Regions from separate parts of the Sus scrofa genome. Here region 1 is linked to region 2. Evidence: chromatin contacts called from public HiChIP or PLAC-seq data. All regions are on one chromosome and are shown on one strand. Each heading gives the region's core, a stretch centred on a gene start, on an enhancer-like site or on the middle of the called end of the contact. The rest is flanking DNA. Distances are from core to core; before and after follow the strand shown. Region 1 holds the start of NEU1 (neuraminidase 1). Region 2 holds the start of BAG6 (BCL2 associated athanogene 6).

Region 1 (3,834 bases), core at 608-3,107, 190 kb after region 2:
AAGGGAAGAAACGCAGGGTGAACAAGCTGGAGGGGCTCTTTCCACTACTCCCTGAAATTTCCACCCCCTGCTAGGGATCCAAGGTCTCATGATGGTCCAGAGGGCCTACGAGTCCTGACCCTCCTTCTCTCTCTGACTGTATCTGTTCTACCCTTGCTCACTTCCTCCAGCCGCACAAACTCCTTCCCATTTCTCAAATACTTTCCTTTGCCTTATCTTGTTACACCTGCCTGGGGCATTTTTTCCTCAGGCTCATTTACCTCCTTTAAGTCTTTGCTCAAATGTCCTTTTTTGAAAATTGCAGTCAAACTCTTGACCCTCTCCATACCTCTTGCCCTGTTTTATTTTTATTTTTCTCCATTACACTTAATCACCTTCCAACACAAATATATTACTTATTATGCTTATTGTCTGCCTCCTCCCAATAGAATATAAGCCCTGCAAAGGCGAGGATTTTTGCTCTGTTTTGTTCATAACTGTAGTCACAGAACTTAGAACACTGCCAGGTATATAGTAAGTGCTCAATAAACATTTGGATGAATGTTCAACTCCTTGGAGATCCCAATGTCTGCATTACTGCCCTGGACACCTTCCCTTCTTAGGTTGCCTCTAGTCTTCAGGGACCCAGCAGCTCCAGGGCTCTACGGAAAATCAGGCTCCCCACCCATTCAACATCTTGCCACACAGGCTTTTTTTTTTTTTTTTAGGGCTGCCCCTGCGTGCGGCATATGGAAGTTGCCAGGCTAGGTGTCAAATTGGAGCTGCACCCACCGGCCTTTGCCACAGCAATGAGGGATCCAAGCCAGGTTTGCAACCAACACCACAGATCACAGCACCGTCAGATCCTTGAACCCACTGAGCAAGGCCAGGGACTGAACCCACATCCTCATGGTTACTAGTCGGGTTCATTACTGCTAAGCGGTGGTGGGAACTCCCAGGCATAGTTTTACCCTGGTCCATGGATCTCCGCAGAGCAATGAATTTAGCGCCTTTATCCGATGCTGACATTTTCCTGGCCTCAGCGAAGGCAAGGAGGGTGCCTCGAGGAGTGGTGGTGATGAGTGGGATGCGGAAGGTGTCCACAGAACCGATCTGTTTTCCGCTCACCCACAGCAGTTGCTCCATGGTCACCAGCGGGTGCACCTGTGAAGGGAGGAGTTCCGGTGAACTGAACAAATGTGACTTGGGCTTTAGGGTGAATGAATAGCAACTCAGACGCAGGTTCCCCTGGGAAAGGTAGGGTGGTAGGGACCCCAAGTGGGAGCAGGTTTCCCAGAACAAGGAAGGGGAACCCTGAGGAGAGTTTGTAGCGAAGCTGGAGTCTCTAGGCAGCGTAAGGGACTACGAGGGGAGAAGAAGCCCTCTGGGATAGGGAAACCTCAAAAGGGGAAGGAGCTCGAATGAGGAGCCTCAGAAGGAAAGAGGACGAGGAACCCAGAGAGGGGCAGGGATTGGGAAAGGAGAGGGGGCTTAGCAGCCTGCGTCCCGGGCGTACAACCTGACACAGACCGACCGCCTGCGTGGTTGGGGATGGGGCCATGCGAGGGTTAACTCACCAGACTGAAGTCGTTCTTTGCCCTGGCTCCGACTCCTGCCGGAGACAACAGCAGCAGGAAGATCGAGGCAAATACCTGGGCCCTATAGGCTTCCCCTAATCCCAGCATAGGCGGTCTCCCGGGTCTGCCCAGGGGCACTGCGCCGGGTCGCTCCGCAGTCATCTCTCCCCCGCGGCGGCCGCGACCCTGGCTCCACGATTAGACGCGGGCTTGAGTCGCTCAGTTGACCCCAGCCCTTTAAATGCTCAGATGTCACCCTCAAATCCACAGCAAGTCAGGGCCCCCAGCCGAGCTACCGCGACTTTAATTGGCCCTCGCGTAACTCCTCACGTGACCCTTCAGCACCTCCTCTCTACGTTGTCCAATGGGCCTTCTTTGAAGTCCCGGAGCGCGTGACCCGAACGGGAAGACTATTGGTTTGATTGAAGAAGGGGGCGGGCATAACTCCACAGATGCCTTTTGATTGGCCGTGATACTGGTGGGGGTGTAGGGGCGTCACAGGGGCAGGGCCCCTTTTAAAGAGCCAGGTGGGCGGGGGAGGGCAGCGTGTGGTCTTGGAGGAAATAAAAGTCCCAGAGTTTTTGAGAAAACACAATATCAATCTTTTAATCTTTTTACTACAAAATCGACATCTGGAAGGCGGGAATGAGGCTGGGAGGCTGTACAGGCGGGGTGCTGTTTTGGATCAGGGCTACGTCTCTCACTTCTTCCTCTTCTTGTCTCCCGAGGGCACCTCGTTCTTCTTGCCCAGAATCTTCAGAAGGGCTTTGGACATGTAGTAGGGCCGGTCCAGGGAGCCGTCGTTCCTCTCCAGGTCTTCCACTGAGGCGCGACATAGACCCATAAGAACGGAACGTTGGGGGCTAACCCCATTCCCGGGGGTGGAAATCAAGGACCAAGAGACAGCTGCCTGGTTTCCTGGCTGCATTCCCACCAGCTGTTTTTTGGGGCAATTTTTGTAAACTGCTAAATAGGTTATGTAAATAGGTCATCTGTAGAGTGGAGTCGATAATACTATGTTTCATAGAATGAAAGGGATTAACGGAAAAAAATACATGATACATGTCAGTTTCTTAGCGGAGAGCCTGGTACTTAAGATATCCCAAATGAATGCATACAGTAGGGTGAGAAAATCCTCACTCTCTACAGCCACCTGCTGGGGAGTCTGCTGTGGCTAACTTCATCCCTAGATCTATCTTTCTTTCTCTCTCTCTCTCTCTCTCTCTCTCTCTCTCTCTCTCTCTCTCTCTCTCTCTCTCTTTCTTTCTTTCCTTTCTTTCTTTCTCTCTTCTTTCTCTCTCTTTCTCTTTCTTTCTTTCATTCTCTCTCTCTCTTTCTTTCTCTCTTTCTTCTTTCTTTCTTCCTCCCCCCCCCCGCCCCCGCCACCCCGCATTCGTGGTATACAGAAGGGCTTAGGGCACAGCTTCGCAATGCCGGATCTTTAACCCAATGTACAGGGCCAGGGATGGAACCTGCCCTGCCGCAGAGACAGCACCAGATCCTTAGCTTGCTGTACCACAGCAGGAACTCTCTTCCCTAGATTTTCTGCAGGAAGATGCCAGAGGCCTCTCCCCTGGAATGCTCCTTCTTGGGAGAGCGCAGGAGACTAGGGGCTCACTCCCATACTGCTTCCCAAATACCTGGCCTGAGGATGTTAGTAGAGGCTCCCTCAGGCTCTGGCTTCTATAACTCATGAAATTGCTATTTCGAGAAGCACCAAGTCTCTGAAAAAGCCTGAATGATCTGGTACCTTTAAGTTGGGGAGAGGTGGGGGGTGTTACTCACAGAAACAGAGGAAGAGAGTATCCACACACATGCCGAAAACGCTGAAGAAGCCACTGGCGATGACGTAGGCTCCCATGATGGAGGTCTGGAAGACACAAAGCCCGTTTAGGGTTCCTCTGGAGAGGTGGAGGGTGAGGCAGAGGGGCGAAGGTCACTCACCATGATGGGCAGCCAGTAATAGTTGAGCTGGGGACTCTCAAAGTCTTTACCCAGTCCCTGGATGCGACCGGTGAAAAAAAAGAAGGACAGGACCCCTAGGGGAGAGATCTGGAGGTCAATGTCACTCCTCTAAGGTCACCTCTTAAACTGCCTGGCCACCAGTGTTCTGTCCTTGTAACTCGTGTCTTGGTCCTTACCGACACCTCCAACCACCAGCAATTTCCCAAAGAACAGCAGCAGGTCTGTGACCTTGTCCAGGACGACCACCCTGTATAGGGAGATGGGGTAGGTTGGGGGTGAGAGGCCTGGCAGGGCTGGGAAGAGAATTGGCTAT
Region 2 (3,492 bases), core at 254-2,753:
AACTCAAAAGATTCAAATTACATCATAAATATCAGTAATTCCACTCAACATTCTATTAGGACTCCACCTGCATTAAAGGACCCCAATTCTATTCTTTAAAAACACAGTACAGGCCTTGCCAATTTTTCTTCTTAAGACACACTTGCATTTTAGGTTCTGTTCAAAGGACAGGAACCATGTCTGTCCCTTTGAGCTGGGGTTCACTCATGATGTTGGCAGAGATTCCTCCTTCCTTCTTTCCTTCTACATTGAGTTTTACTGAGGTAAAAGAAAGCAGAAGAAAATCTGCCTCACACAACAGAAAGCATACACCAAACGTTCTGGCTACAATATTAACAAAAAAAAATCAATGAAAGAAAATCAGAAGACCAGAAGATAAGACTCTTATCTCAGAAAAAGGAACCTACAAAAAGAGTTAATAGGTGTCTTCCAGAAGTACTGGGGTCTCACCTGGGCCCCCACAATAAAGGTCCGGGTCTGAGAGTCCAGGGTCTTCACCAGCACCTCCAGGCTTTCAGGCTCTTCCATAGTGGTACTGGTACTATCATTGGGCTCCATGGCCGACAGCTCTCTAAGGAAGAATGGAGGGAGGGAGGCCCGCTGTCGCCCAGAGCAGATTTTTATATACCCGGAAGCCACCCCGGCCAGAGACTCCGCCCCCACACCTGAAGAGTTTCTCTCACACAAGCACACACTCTCACACCCGCCCCCAGCCCCTTTCTGATTCCGGGGCACAGAGAGAGAAACACAAAGGGCAAGAGATCGACGGCACAGGGAGGTGGAGGACGGGAGGTGGGAGGGGCTCCACGATGCCAATCACAATAAAGGAGGGCCAGTCTGGCTAGGAAACAGGGAAGGAAACACAGGACCAGTGTCATCACCGGTCGCGATAGGATAAGGGCCCGAGAAGTCGTCAAGCCCAGGGACAACGCGAGAGCGAGGGTCGCGCCACTCTGCGGAGAAAGTGGTTTCGCGCACGCGCGCCACGCCACGCCCGTCGAACCCGCTTAAGTCACGACGGACTCGAGATAATGGACACTCACAGGGGGCCAGAACTGCTAGCTGACTGCCCCCCTCTTCTACCTTCCCTCGGTGCTCTAGCAGAGCGGCGCAACCAACACACACACACACACACACACACACACACCCCACACACACACCACACACACCCACTCACACTCCTCCACCCGCGGCTCCGCCCCCGACTTCCCCACGGTACCGTCACTTCCGGTCTCCCCCAACCTGCCACCGACGGTCACTTCCGTTTCCCCGATAGTATTTGGGGATCGCGAGGCGGTACTTCCGGCTCCCCCAGGTCCCCAAGCTTTACTTTTGTAGGGCACGAAGATTAAGTTATCAGCCCCAAACTGAGTTCCTGGGGGCGAGACGGGCCGGGGCCGGCCTAGATGGGAGGGAGCCGAGCACCCCGAAGAGCCGCCGCCGCCACCGTCTCCCGGGGTACCTCACTGCGCCTGCGTGCGTCGCACTACGCATGCGTACACACTTCGGCACCGCCCCACCCCCTCCGGCCCTGTTCATTTCTCCTGTGCGCGCGCGCTTAAGCAGTAGGGGGTTGTGGTGGCCGCTATAAATGCCTGAAGAAAAAAATTACAAAGTGAGACTCTTCGACTGCCTCGAGGGGGGTTTTGAACAGTTGTATGGAGTTTGGAATCTGGAGCCTGAGAGTTGTGCCTCGCTAATTTACGTTAAAGTTTTGGCCTGCAGAGAAGTTGAGGCGGCACTGACCAGGCCACCTAGAATTCTGTCAGCCTCTCACAATCGCTCTCGCTGCGCCGCTCCTTCGGCGCCTCCGGAAGTCACCCTTTCCATAGGCGGTTGGAGGTGGTTCTCGAGCTGACTTTCCTGCGGTGGCGTCGTTGGGCCTGACCTCGGTGGGCCTGACCTCGGTTTTGCCCGTGGGCGTTTTGTGGAGCGTGGGCGCCATGTTCCTTCCCGCGGTGTGCGGCCGCGGGGGGACATTATCATGTTTTGGAAAAGTTGAGGATTTACTACCTTTCAGGACGTTTGTTTATAAAAAAGGACGCCTCCGAGATTGGGAATTGGGAGCAAATGGAGTCAGACTGGACTGAAACGCAAGACTCTAACCTTGGGGAATTGAAAGGGCCGCCTAATGGCTTCTGCAGGCCTGAGGTCTGGGGGGTTACCGTCCCCTCTGCTCTCCCCCCTTCCCCCCGCCCCTTGGGCAAGGGCCTCGTTTCCGCGGTGCTGCCGAGGTCCCTGTCTCCAGTGCCCAACCTTTCTGGGCTTCATATTATACCCATCTCAGTACTGTTTGAGTTAAGAGTTATAAGGAGGACCTGTTTAGTGAGCGCCTAGTCTATGTCAGCCAGTTTGCTGAGGGTTTCACATATTGTCATACGTAAAAGCTTTTCAACATCTGAGCTAGTTATTACACACGTTTTATTGGTGAGTGCTCCTAGGGGAATGTAAGTGGCAGAACCGACCAAATCCAGGCCTACCAGACTCCCAAGCAGTTATACTTTACTCCCCCAATAACTTGTGTCTAATTTTTTATTATAAAAAATGTGAAACATTACCCCAAACAGTGTAATGAACCGTCATATACCCACCCAAATTTTGTTCTTTTAACCAAATCACAAGCCTATAGCAGTCCATGGGTTATAAATAATCTATAAAAGAAGTCTCATTAACTGCTCTCATTGTAATAACTAGCTCAGATGTGGAAAGGCTTTTATATATGACACTTGGCACTACCCAATGACTGCCTCTTGACGATTCTTTCCTTGCCTCTTATTATTTGAGAACTTAATTCCCCCCCAGAGACTATAAAGTGCTTTACAAACATTACTATTAATTATAGCGAATGTTTACTTTGGACTTAGAATGTGCAGGCCTTCGCTAAGGGCTTTATCTGCATTAGCTCTTTTAATCCTATAAGATTAATGATTTGCTCAATTTACAGATAAAAAACAGGCATAAAGATTAACAAAATTGTCGAAGATCTATAAGTAACAGAAATTAGAGTTTGGACCCACTCTGTCTGACACCACTGTCCATTCTTTTTAAGCACTAGATTATGTGGCCTCTTACCTGTAGTAATAAACAGTGAGTGAATGAATTAATGTGTCAGCAAACTTTGGGGAGGGCATAATATTGTTTCCCCAATAATAACTTAAGAGAGAAAGCCTCCCATCCACCATGCTCCAGCACCCAGTTCACACCTGTTCTAAAGCACTTACCAGCTTGTACTGCAATAATTTGTTTAGATATCTAGTTTTCCTTAGACTGACATCTTTAAGGCCAGGGACTGTGTCTTACTCATTTTTATGTTCCCAGGGCTTAGCCAGTTCCTGACAAGCAGATGGAACTCAAAAATAGTTTGCTAAGTGAATGGATGAAAGACTCAAATCCGACTCTTCAATACTGCACAGCCCAGCAAATAGCCAGCTCAGATGTGGGTTGAAACAGCACAAGCTTCTACTGGAGGGCTCAGCTCTCCTTATAACTCCT

Evidence for each region. HiChIP or PLAC-seq counts read pairs in DNA pulled down with a chosen protein or histone mark.
Region 1: an H3K27ac HiChIP or PLAC-seq map of alveolar macrophages shows a contact between it and region 2. The contact joins the promoter of NEU1 here to the promoter of BAG6 in region 2. A contact is called at or near these places in 1 of 5 promoter capture datasets (liver) and 1 of 2 datasets of contacts at active chromatin or transcription factors (alveolar macrophages).

What each region holds. Positions count from the first base shown.
Region 1 is chr7:23,956,802-23,960,635 of Sscrofa11.1, forward strand. It overlaps NEU1 (neuraminidase 1), which reads right to left and starts at 1,858. Exons shown (of 6, transcript NM_001101822.1): 1 at 1,557-1,858; 2 at 951-1,143. The coding sequence starts at 1,718. SLC44A4 (solute carrier family 44 member 4) reads right to left here. Exons shown (of 21, transcript NM_001101818.1): 18 at 3,698-3,768; 19 at 3,501-3,595; 20 at 3,342-3,426; 21 at 2,134-2,378. The coding sequence ends at 2,257.
Region 2 is chr7:23,767,156-23,770,647 of Sscrofa11.1, forward strand. BAG6 (BCL2 associated athanogene 6) reads right to left here and starts at 1,504. Exons shown (of 26, transcript NM_001145382.1): 1 at 1,243-1,504; 2 at 451-571. The coding sequence starts at 558. It also overlaps a transcript of APOM not described here.